2 separate regions of the Pan troglodytes genome follow, and region 1 is linked to region 2. Evidence: chromatin contacts called from public Hi-C data. All regions are on one chromosome and are shown on one strand. Each heading gives the region's core, a stretch centred on a gene start, on an enhancer-like site or on the middle of the called end of the contact. The rest is flanking DNA. Distances are from core to core; before and after follow the strand shown.

The links. A called contact is a pair of places that touch in the nucleus more often than the background predicts.
Region 1: a contact with region 2 is called in a Hi-C map of induced pluripotent stem cells, with 2.1 times the contacts expected there. The contact joins two enhancer-like sites. A contact is called at or near these places in 3 of 7 Hi-C or Micro-C datasets (induced pluripotent stem cells and stem cell-derived neural progenitor cells).

Annotation. Positions count from the first base shown.
Region 1 is chr7:32,332,590-32,339,298 of NHGRI_mPanTro3-v2.0_pri, forward strand. No RefSeq gene overlaps it. Among named protein-coding and RNA genes, the nearest start is that of STC1, 120 kb to the left of the region's middle. Within about 2 kb of position 3,607, at least 5 of the 24 cell types and tissues checked have an H3K27ac peak or open chromatin away from gene starts, as enhancers often do. A contact at or near this core is called in induced pluripotent stem cells, where this site is marked.
Region 2 is chr7:32,120,120-32,126,280 of NHGRI_mPanTro3-v2.0_pri, forward strand. No RefSeq gene overlaps it. Among named protein-coding and RNA genes, the nearest start is that of NKX2-6, 59 kb to the left of the region's middle. Within about 2 kb of position 1,867, at least 1 of the 24 cell types and tissues checked has an H3K27ac peak or open chromatin away from gene starts, as enhancers often do. A contact at or near this core is called in induced pluripotent stem cells, where this site is marked.

The DNA.
Region 1 (6,709 bases), core at 2,357-4,856, 210 kb after region 2:
TCATTCTGACTCTCTGCATTGCCCTCGTTCACATTTAAATGTGCAATTCTTGATTGCCTGTTTGGATATATCACCATTTGGTACATGTTTACATCATCCAAGATGATGGTAGATGTAGCATTAGGGGAAAAATTACCCTATCAAAGAGGGATTCTAGAAGGCACCGCTGAAAGGTCTGGAAGGGAAGGGAGGCTTGGCAGAGTGGTCAGATGGGTGGAAGCACTTGGCCATAAGAGGATGAAATGCTGGAGAGGACAGTGTTTGTGGGGCTGCCATTGAGAATGGCAGACAACAGGATGGGGAGACACTGTGGGCTACAATCTCTCCAAAAGAGTAAGTTCTAGCAATCCCCTGAAGGAGGATGTTAATAAGAATAGCCAATCATCATGGAGCACTTACTATACATCAGCTCCTGTTCTAAGCACTCTGGAATCATTATTTCCGTTATTATCATAACAATGCTAGGAGAAAGTACTAGTACTATATCATTTTTTTGGCAGATGGGGAAACTGAGACAGAGAGAAATTGAGCCATTAAAATTAGATAATGGCAAAATCAGGATTTTATTCCAGGCCTTGTGACTCCAGAGCCTGAACTCTCACCCCAAAACTATGAGGGAGGAAATTTGAAAGCGGCATCACCGCAGCATGAGCCAGCTGGGCGGGCTGGATGAACTGCGGTTGAAAATGGTTCCTTGTCTCTAGGATTTGCAGAGACACCAGCCTCTCTGGAAGGAGCTAACTTCATTCTGGATGACTTGTGTCTTCTTGATTTTAATTAGTTTGTTTTTTTAATTTTTGGGCAGGCTCCAGAGAGAGGCTCCCAGCCTGAGGCTGCTGGCAAGTAGATGCCTAAGGCCTGATTATTAGAGGACTGATGTCATGAGCTAGGGCAGTCAGACAGTGTCGTGATAGTCCGATGCCTGGGGTCTCTAGGTCAGATGCCTGGTTTCTTGAGGCTGACCTAAGTACACAATGCAGTCCAGGATTTTTATAAATCTATATTTATTATTAGTCACAAGCACTCTCTCAGTGTCGGGCCCTGCCTTGAGCTTTGTCTGTTGGGGTCTTGTGTAGTCAAGCGTGGCGCAAAGGTACACAGCCAGCCCCGGCGTGTTTTGTGAGCTGTGACTAAGCTTCAGAATGTATCCTCGCTTGGGTCTTGCTAACATGACTGAAAATGTTCAATATTTACAGCCTACAGTTCTCTGCTTCCACCTCCATGTTTGTGATAACCTCGCTTTAGAATGAAAATCCTGAAATTCTTATAGCTAAAGCTCCCTCTTTCTTAGACGACGTCTATCTGAGAAGGGATAATTGAATTCACAGAAGTAGATAACTTGAGCTGTAAACATGGTTTATCAATTCAAATCTTTTCAATATGGTTTGGTTTATCTCTTGGCCTGTCTTGAGTCCCGGGGACCCCCTGAGGAACAAACATAAACCCTTCCAGCTCCTGGTTTTGATAATTACCCTTAGCATCGGCTGCCAGGATTTCTTCCTAGCAGTATAGTGCCAGTTTTCCCTCTGGTTTTTCCTTCTTTTGCTGAATCAGAATAAGGCTCAGCATAGAAGCCCTCTGTCTTGCAACATTTGCCTAACATGTGCATTTCAGACTAACCGACAGCAATGTTGCTGTGGCAGTTTGGACTTCCTAGAAATAGCATTTTCATAGTTGGAGGCATGTTAAAATAATAAAAGTAGGCTGTCATCCCTGGGTTATGGGTGAAAGAGCTATTTATAGATGAGCAAAAAATCCCCAATGTGATAACTTACATTATTGTACAAGGACAATGGAAAATTCTTCAGAAGACAGATAGTATAAAAGGGATTTAAAATTAACCTCGTCATGTTTTATTCATCAAGACCTTAAGTCGACTTATTTTTTTATGAAGGCCATATAATTTTGATTCCTTTTACCTCTCTTTTTAAAAATAAAACAGCAAGCCATTGAAATAATTATACAAGGTCACAAACTGTGGTCCTACTGGCATGTCTTGCCTGAAGACCGATTTGTTTTGCTCAATAAATATTTTATAAAATTTTAGTTTTTAAGTCCTTTAGCCTGGGCTCGTTCTTTCTAGTTTATATAGTCTGCAGTGTGCTCTATGGCAGCACTGTGGGCCGCTTTGGATGCCCGATGAGTATTACCTTGTGCAGATCATGTTTCTTCTATGCCCTCGTCTTTGTGCATATTGTGTCCTCAACTACTGTATCTTTCTTAACCCATTCTTTGAATGCAAATCTTACATATCTCATACACTACTTCCAAGAAGACTTCTTAGGTTATTTTTGTCCATGGCTATCTTTTGCCTTTTTTTTTTTTTTTTTTTTTTAAGATGGGGTCTCCCTCTGTTGCCCAGGCTGGAGTGCAGTGGCGCAATTCCAGCTCACTGCAACCTCTGCTTCCTTGGCTCAAATGATCCTCCTGCCTCAGCCTCCTGAGCAGCTGGGACTACAATCTCACACCACCACACCCAGCTAATCTTTGTATTTAGGGGCTTTGCTTTGTGGCTAGGGCTGGTCTCAAACTCCTGGACTCAAGTGATCCTCCCCACTGGGACTCCTGAAGTGCTGCGATTACAGGTGTGAGCCACTGCGCCTGGCCACTCTCTTGCCTTCTTAATTCTCAACACATGTAATTCTCAAATGTTAGGGATCAGGTAGAGGAAATGTGATTATTGAAATGTGTTATAATAATGTTATAATGATACTTAAGATCCTTGAGGACAGGTACCATGCCATCCAATTGAAAATGCACACCTCAGTGTTGGCCACAGCTTACACATTGTAGTTCTTTTGGATTGCATAGCATTTCAGATTTACTTGGTTCATTTGGCACTTCAAATAATGAATAATCAGTTGTTGGAAAGTAAAAAAAGAAAAAAAGGAAGGAAGAAGAAAAAGAAAGAAGGAGAAAGGGGGAGAAGAGAGGAAAGAATTTGGAGCAATATAATTCCTAGAGAATCACCAAGATTAAAATCTGATCAGATCTTAAAGAACACTTAGGGACCCTCCCTCAGATTATGAGAAAATAGAGACACAGAGAGTGAGGTGACTAGTTGAAAGTCACACTGCTAGTTAATAGAAGCATGAAACTAGTAATGTAGTCTGCCAATTTCCACTCCAGTGTCATTTCTCTCTTCCTCCTTCCCTCTGTGTATGAGTGTGTGTGCATATGTCTGTGTGTGTATGCACCCCCACACACATTGTTATATATAGAGTATGTTTTGGAAGTCTCTCTAACAAAAACAAAAGCCCACTGACCCAGCATCAGTCTTTTTGTGTTGATGGAACAGGATTAATTGAAGCTGTAACATTAGGAATATATAGTTAATTTGATTGAGAAGGTTAGGGAATCCAGCGATACGTTTTAGAAAAGTTTTCATCTGTAATGGTTAAACAATTGTTGGTGCTTTAATGTGTCAGAAACCTTCAGTTAGCTAGAAAGCTTGACTGTCCAAACCATCTCCTTCCACCGGGTTTACAGATAGTTAAGCTTGGATTGCATTTCAATTAGTTTGCTAATGTGAAGCCTCAGCCTCTCTGAGTCTTTGGAGCAAGACAGAGAGGCTCCAGGTGGAAGGAGTGTCCTTGCAGACGGTTTCTCTTGCTTTCCTGCCCTTCGTGTGGTGGGGGATTGATATGCAGCTGTTCTCCAGATGCCAGCTCTTCCCCAGAAGCAGCTGCGTCTCAGCAGGGGCCCCTTCTATCAATGTGACAACCTGCTGAGGGCTTTGGAACTTTTCCAGATGTAAGGCATGTTGAGGCTATAAAACATAATCATTAGCATTATTTCCATTTTTGTTTTAGAGTCTCAGCTGTTAAAAGTTTCTTGTACAGATTTAGGGCTTAATTGTTCTCATTTTTCTTCATAGGTAGCTTCTTTTAGACAGCATGGGATCTTCCCTTGGAGCTGGTTTTCCTAAAAAGAAAGAAAGAATAGCTATGAGTAATGTTCCTTGCTTCTGGCTGGCTGGAAAGGCTGAGATTAGAGAGCAGTCTTTTCCCAGCTGCAGTTATATGAGTGTCTGTGAGCTAAACATAATCGTCCATGGCTTTCTTTTGCTGAATCACAGGCTTTCTTTTGCTGAATTCACTTGGAATCAATTTCTTCTTTCTTTTTTTTTTTCTTTTCTACCCTCCCTTTCCTTTGTGAACACAGCTCTTATCTTTCATATAGCCTGGAGAGGATCTCTTCTTACTTCATCCTTCTTGGAATCTATGCGCTATTCAAGAGGGGCAATATAATTTTTTTTTTGGGGGGGAGGGTGTTACTTGAAGATTAACAAGCTAACATTACTTTGCATGAAAAAAATGATTTTATACTGAGGGTGGAGAAAATTTGAAATAGAGAACTTGAAGGTTTCTGAAAATATTAATCAAAGAAACAGATAAAATAATGACCTTGAATAAATTTGCCTACAGAAATTCATCTTATTGGTTTATATTGTAGTCACTTTGTCTTGAAAACCCAATTCCTCAGTGCACAGTCTCAGAATCACACTGAGTTTCGATGACAGGATTAGAAATACTCACACAACTCCATGCTGGTCGTCGTAGGCAGGCGATTTATGGCATCAGCGGTAAGCATCTCATGCCAGGAGCTGCTGAGAAGGATTTGTTCACACAGGGAACCCAATAATTGGCCAGAGGAGAGAGGCTCATGCATACTGATATCTAAATACCCTGCAATGTTTTACAAGTCTTGAATTAGACATTCAGAAGGTCCTTGTCAGCTTCCTAGCTTTCAGAAAGCTGGACAGGCAGGCCCCCAAGGGACTTGAGCTGCAGCCCTCTCTGGAGGCTGGGTGTGGGGCTAGGTGGATTCCTGAGATCCACAAGCCTGTCTTCTCCAGTGAGCTCCAGTGTCTGCGAAGAAAGATGCACAGGTTAGACGGAGGGTGCAGGACCTTCAATCAGAAATCCCTTCTTTTGCTTAATAGCATAAAACAGTATGTGTAGTAAGATTCTGTTTTAAGAATACACACACACACATACACACACCGCTATCTATCATCTCTTTATCTAAAAATGTGTACCTAAAAGAAGGTAGACATAAAGCTGATATTGCATTGATTTTGAATAATCTATGTTTTCTTTTTTAGATTTTAAAAGCATTTTCTGATGTTTCTTGTATTTTCTATTTTTTTCAATAACACGAGTTACCTTTATAATCAGAAAATATCTAAAGATGCGTGCAAATCTACTAAATATTTGAGCCCGCAAATTAACATCAGAGTTGGACAGGATCAGTGTTGAGATTCTTTTCTCTACAAATCTACTGGAATCCCAAGTACTCTGGAAAGCCACCCTATAAGTCATAAAAGCTAGCTCAGGCAGAGCAGTAGAAAAACACAGATCTGCAATATTGCTATCGTTATTGCTGGTGGATTTCTCTAATATCCATACTTTTATTATCCCATTTTGGCTAGTTATGTGACATATACAATTGTGAAAGTGCCCGAATCTCTTAAAGATCTGTGCATCTTATTGTATATTAATTATATACACGTAAAATAGAAATAAAAATAAAAAATCAACATAAGGTGAAATGTGCAATTTTAGACCTTTTAAAATTTCTATGGGACTATTTTTGCACAAATTGGTGATCTGGTCAGAAAAACGCTCAGTGGGAATAAAAAATGTGATATTAATAATATTAGCAAAAGCTATCACTTCCCCCAAGAAATAGCAGCCTCCAAAATGCTGCCTCTTATAGAAGACATCAGTGTCAGGGAAGGAAGGCACTGAGAAAAATCTCTTAGCTTTTATAATTGGGAGAGTAACAATAGCGTGCGAGAAGCTCTGTGATGTAAAAATGTTTGAAAGATACAAAACATCATCTGGCATTAAATCACTGAAGAAGGCAAGAACAAGATAACATACCTGGGATGTCTTTCATTTTATAAGTAATAAAATCACATTCAAATGGTGATGTTTTCCCCATCAGTGTTTGAGGCTGCGCCCCTCCCAATGTGTGGGACATTTTAATAATAAGCAAATGGACTTAAACCCTTGATAAAGCCAAAAGCTTATTTCCTAGGCCTTCTTTTTAATTTCAGTGGTGCAAGGTGAATTGGAAAACCAGTTAGCTCTGTTTTGTTCCAAATATTTAGCTAATGAAGTAAATTTAGAAAAAAATTATTCTAATTATTGTCTCAATCTTTAATCTTCAGATAGAGAATCATAAGAATTGTGTTTCTTATAATTATTATAAAAATAGTATTTTAAGTTTTTGGTGCATGATAGTTTTTAAAGCATTTTCACATACTTGATCTCAGTGAATTACCCTAATACCCCTCAAAGAAATCAGGCTAAGAATTACTACTTTTTATTGTAAGGAAAATGAAGTTCAGCGAGGTTATGTGACTTTCCCAGTCCACTGCTAGAAATTGGAGCTGTTCCTCTCAGTCTGGATTCTGATATGCCTGAATCAGAATCGACATTTGTTACTTATTCCTATTTTAGAAAAATTTGTTTAACCAGAATCCACCAGATCAGTGAGTTGGGTTGCTCTGGATGAGTGAACACCTGTAGCCTTCCACCTATGGGGTTTATATTAGGGTTCAGGCTCCTCCTGCTTCACTGGTCTATGGCTAAAAATGAGGTCACTGTAAAAGTAATAATTTAAATATCTCCAGATCAAGTTAAGTGCCTGAAAAAGGTAGAAGTGTAAACCCCCATACAATTCCCCACTACTTTCAACG
Region 2 (6,161 bases), core at 617-3,116:
GAAAATCACATCATGGAGGTGACTCAGGGATTGTGAGAACACGGAGAACAGACCACATGGCACAACTGGGTGATGGTGGAAGATTCTGGAAGAGCAGTCACCGGAGCAGAGGCTTACAAGGTGGAGTAATTACTAGGGCACTGTCTGAATAAGGTGTTTGATTGCTGGAGGGTGAAGAAGGAATGGAAACTGAAGAAACAGGAAAGGGTGTTTAGGTTGACATTTTTGAGGAGCTTGACAATGGAAAACCAGAGGATGAGAGGCAACAGATGTAGGGTTCAGTTGTTTCATTGAAGGGACATGTATTGTGAGCGTGTGTATGTGACAGGTGCTGACCAGGCACCAAGTACCTGAAAGCGGATGAAATTGTGCCCGCAGCCTTAATGTTCTATTGGGAAACACAAACAGACACATAATAGACATTTTAAGTAAAATGTGAGAAGTGCTATGATAGAGCTACCGACAGAGCTCAGGGCAGCATCTAGTGAAGCCTGGGTGTTCAGGGAAGGCTCCCTGGAGAGAGGCTTCTAAGCGATTTCATTTTTGAAACTGGTTTTTACTTTTACGTGAAGTTTTAAAAAGTGATCAAATATACGTAACATAAAATTTACGTTTTTAACCATTTTTTAGTGTACAGTTCAGTGGCAATAAAAACATTCATATTATTGTGTGACCACTACCACCACCATCATCCATCTGCAGAACTTTGTCATCTTTCCAAATGGAAAGTCTGTGCCCATTAAACACAAACTCCCATTTCCCCATCCCCCAGACCCTGGCGGCCCTGTTCTGCTTTGTGTCTCTGTGAGTTTGACTCTTCTAGGTGCCTCATACAAATGGAATCATACGGTATGTCTTTTTGTGACTCTTATTTCACATGGCATCCTGTCACAATGTGTCAGGATTTCCTTCCTTTTTAAAATTTATTTTTTGAGACAAGGTCATTACTCTGTTGTCCAGGATAGAGTGCAGTGGCATGATCATGGCTCACTGCAGCCTCGACCTCCCCAGGTTCAGCTGATCCTCCTGTCTCAGCTTCCTGAGTAGCTGGGACTACTGGAGTATGTCACCATGCCCAGCTAATTTTTAAATTTTTTTGTAGGAATTTTTTTTTTTTTTTTTGAGATTGAGTCTCACTCTGTCGCCCAGGCTGGAGTACAGTGGTGCTCTCTTGGTTCACTGATTCCTCGCCCCCCACCCCAGGTTCAAGTGATTCTCCTGCCTCAGCCTCCTGAGTAGCTGGGACTACAGGTGCCCACCACCACGTCCAGCTAATTTTTGTATTTTTAGTAGAGACAGGATTTCACCCTGTTAGCCAGGCTGGTCTCAAACTTCTGACCTCCAGTGATCCGCCCACCTCGGCCTCCCAAAGTGCTGGGATTACAAGTGTGAGCCACCACACTTGGCCTGGATTTCCTTCCTTTTTAAAGCTGAATAATATTTCACTGTATGTATAGACCTCATTTATCCGTTCATCTGACATGGACACTTGGGATGTTAAATGATATTTTTGAGTACAACATGGGCAAGGTTAGGGGCTGAAAGAGTTAAGTGGGATTCGAAACTAGAGCAGCAACAGGAACCAAGGCTCAGAAGGGCATTTTTGGTGGCCCTGCCTGGGTGAAGGAAGGGGCATGCATTCCACTGAGGTTGGCATAGAAAAGCTAGGAGTGGATTGGGAGGACGTAGGTAGGCTGTGGGTAAGGACATGGGACCCTGAGGTGGGTCCTGTCCCAGAGCCTTCGTTTTCTTGGCAGATGCAGGAGGGAGGCTAGACGGAAGAGAGGCCTGGTGGCAACAGGGCAGCTGCAGCATGAAGATCCAGGTTTGGGGTCCACGCAGGGACCATGAGCAGCACCCTCTGCTGGAGCAACTGGGGGAGCTGAGAGTGCCTGCAGGTGGACACCTGGCCGCACTGCGCATGACTTCCTCCTGCAGCTCCCAGGGGCTCCCACTGTATTCATAGTTTCTCCTTTTGTTTGCCCTGTCCTCTGAGCTGTTATTCAACAGCTAGAATTGTGCAGCATTAAAACCAGTGCCACAGAGAACTTTAAACAGAGACAGATCCAAATACGTCCTTCCTGAGAGCCAATCTCCCTGGGAGCAACTCATTGCCTCTCTTCTGGAGCCCAGCAGCTTAGCCCGGCTTGCACCTGTGACATATGAGTTAACTACAGCTGGTAGCCCTTGTGGACCAGAGCACGACTTTGAGGAGACAGATGATGGTGGATTGGGCAGGCTATTGAGCAGCTCTGAGCCTTGGTGTCTCCATCTACCAAGAGGAAATGATGATGGAGCCGTGGGGACACACGTGAGAGCAACACAGGTGAAGTGCAGAGCAGGAATCCCAGCTACCGCTAAGGGTTCGGTGTGTTGGCTGCTTGGGTCCCATCATAGGGCTTAGTTGTTAGCTGACTGCTCTCCTCTCATCGTCACGCTCCAGCCTTATGCACTGGAGTTGCCCCCGTCCACTTAATCTTAATCCCTTTCTAATCAGCCCATGGCGGTGAGAAGATATCGAGTGTCAGCAACCTGGTCTGGTGAGTGCCCCTCCCCGTTCTGTGTGAGGCTTCTGGGCACAGCAGCCCTGATACAATTTCACATATTATTTGGGCTCATTTACCGGGGCTATTTTGGAAGCTTGGCTTTGTGAGGTTTCTGGAAGCCTGGCCGGACATTATGCAACTGCTTTGGTCTAGTGTACTGAAGACACTGAATTATATAGCCAGTGGCCCTAAGCCCGTAGAAAATTTGTGGGGAAAGCTGGTGAAATCGAACTTCTTAGGTTCCTTCCTAGCAGAGAAAGAGAGAATTTGAGTTCAGAGGCTCACTTCTCCTTAGAGAATTCACTGACCTTAGAGAATTCAGCTGTGAGCTGCTGAGGACAGAAGGGTGGAGAATAGACAGAGGTGGGCTTTCTTGGTCCTGAGTCCTAACACTGGGGACAGGAGATCTCCAGAGGCCATGACTATAGAGGAGAAGAGAAAGGAAAAGGAGGGCACAGGAGGAAAAAGAAAGGAAAGAAGGGTGGGGGTGGGGGCGGGGGGGTGGGGAGAAAGAGGGGACTTTGTAGAAAGAAGACACTGCAAAATGTTCAGTAAAGAGCTAATTTTACTTCCCAGCTTCTTCCCAGAGAGGGCTCACTGCACTCTGCCTCCCAGGTTCAAGCGATTCCACTTCCTCAGCCTCCCAAGTAGCTGGGACTACAGGCATGCGCCACTATGCCCAGCTAATTTTTTGTATTGTAGTAGAGGTAGGGTTTTACCATGTTGGCAGGATGGTCTCGATCTCCTGACCTCGTGATCTGCCCGTCTCTGCCTCCCAAAGTGCTGGGATTACAGGCGTGAGCCACCGTGCCTGGCCATCATGTTTTTTAAAACTTGATTAAGGCCTTTGAGGTAGGTGTTATTTCCATTGTGCAGATGAGGGGTCTATGTCTTGGAGAGGTTAAGTAACACATTCCATCTTACCTGGCTTTTCAGCAGCAGAGCCAGGTCTCACCACAATTCTGTCTGGTTCTGAAGCCATTACTTATGGTACCTTTTTTTCTTTTCTTTTCTTTTCTTTTTTTTTTTTTTATGGAGTCTCACATTGTCACCCAGGCTGGAGTGCAGTGGCAAGATCTTGGCTCACTGCAACCTCTGCCTCCCAGGTTCAAGCGATTCTCCTGCCTTAGCTTCCCAAGTAGCTGGGATTACAGGCACGCACCACCACACCCAGCTAATTTTTGTATTTTTAGTAGAGATGGCGTTTTGCCACGTAGGCCAGGCTGGTCTTGAACTCCTGACCTCTGCTGATCTGCCAGCCTCGGCCTCCCAAAATGTTGGGATTACAGGCATGAGCCACCATGCCTGGCCTCCTTATGGTACTTTATGCAACCAAAATGTTCTGTCGATTCCATCCCCAAAATATGCCCTGGTGCTCTTCACTTCCCTTTATGACCACAGATGTATCCAGGCTAGGTTGCCATCATCTTGTACCTGGCAACTTGCAATAGTTTCTTAACTGATCTCTCCCTGCTTTTGTCTCTCTTCAATGCGTTCTCCACAGAGCTGCTAGAGAAATCATTAATCTTAAGCGGTAAATTGGCTCATGTCAGACCTACACATAAAACTTCACAAGCTTTCAAAGGTACCGTAAGGAATGGCTTCAGAACCAGGCAGAATTGTTGTGAGACCTGGCTCTGCTGCTGAAAAGCCAGGTAAGATGGAATGTGTTACTTAACCTTTCCAAATGCTTTCCAACACACTTGGACTAAAATCCAGACTTCTCTCCATGGCCCACAGGATCTGTAAGAGTTAGCTCCCTTTCTTGGAGGGTCTCAAATGCATTCTTGAGCCTTGTTGGTACTGCTGGATCCTTTACTCAGCATGCTGCAGCCACACTGGGCATTTGGTTCTTTTCTGCCTCAGGACCTTAGCACATGCTGCCATTTTAGAAAGGGATGATACTCCCTCCAGTATTCATCTGGATAATTCTTTTTCATCCTTTGGGTCCCAGCTTAAAAAACCATTTCCTTATAGAGTAGAGACCTCTGAACGCCTAACCTAAATTAAACCTTCCCTGTGCTTGGAGTTTCCTGGTAAGCCAAGAAGGAAACATGGTCCATTACAAAGATCTCATTGTCAGAAATGGGAGAGAATCCTAGTTCTTCATGATGAGAGTTTCCTCTGGCACAGAATTTGTAAAGAAATTTCCTGCACGGGGCCTTCTATAGGAATCATAGGCCAATGTAAAGGACAGATTGTCCTCAACAAAAACCACATGGTTCAGAGTGGACTGGTTAGATAGGAAATACTGAAAGGTCTCAGAGGTCTCTGTTGGAGGAGTTGACCAGGGAAGGCTTCACAGAAGAGGCAAGAACTTGGTCACGTGGAGGGGAAGTATTTGGAATAGCTTGAGAAGAAGACAGCTGAGTAGGGCTTGATTAAGCATAGGAATTGAAGCACATAAAAGACCATAACACATTGCCCAGTGTGTGATGGGTGCACAGTTTATCTTAGTTTAGTTTCTTCTAGTCCCTGAAGGAAGGTTACCATTTGTCGGCATAATCCATGCCTTGACTGTGGTAACTAGTACAGCTTTTAGGCCAATCCACAAAGAGGCTAATCCCTGCCCACTTTCTGTGTCCACTTACCCTTTTTCCACCCAAAAATCTTAGCAACTCTGCCCCACAGGGCTGGTACCAGGGCATGGTAAGCCAGGCACCGAGAGTGCTTGTTGGGTGATCCTGAGAGAGCACCTGCTTTGATGTTGCACCCTAACTGCAACTCAGTCCTGGGACCCTAACTCACGCTGGCCAGTGTCTGACCTTAGCCCATCAGGTCATCATCCATTTGTGCTGAAAGGAGCCACAGGAAACTTGCAGCAAGTGTGTGGGGAAGGAAGTAGGAAGAGTGGCACTAGAAAGAGACGAGGTGCTAGACACATTCATTCAAATACCCTTTCCAAAAACATCTGACTTAGTTTCTTTACATTGTCAGGGAAGCTTTTAAAGACCAGCTGCCTCTTATTAATGCTGTTTGGGCTGATCCTCTTCCCGCCAGCCTTGCTCTCGGGCTGTGCCAGCATAAACGGCCCAGTGGAAGTGGAGGACACGCCGAGTGACGTCAGTGGCTGGGTCTGAGCTTCAGATCTTAGCCCAGGCAGCTGAGAACACAGCGCCTTGGTCCTCTTCCAGGGAGAATATAAAATACTCTATGCACTGCCTGAGAAGGCCGGCTAAGCTTGTGGGGACCAGAAGACGGAAGGGCCTCCAGAGCCAACCCCAGCAGCAGAACTGGCTTTGCATGAAAGAAAGGCAGAGGTTGCCAACAATTTGTGACTTAAGAGGCGGCCAGTGGTCCCCAGGGCCATATGTCTCTATTAGGGGAAAGGAGCATGGGTTTTGGGGGTCACAGTGCCCTGAGTATGAATGCAGACATTTGCTAGTTGTATGACCTTGAGCAAGCTACCTATTAGTTTGGTGCAAAACCAACTGTGGTCTTTGCCGTTGCTTCTCATGGTAAAAATCACAATTACTTTTGCACCAACCCAATAGTATCTCTGAGCAGTGTTTCCTCAACTGTATGATGGATGTGAGTAATGATACCAGTAGCCATCTAAGAAGGTTGTTGGGATTACAATGTTTCTTTATGTGAAGGGCCCAAGACAGATGGAAT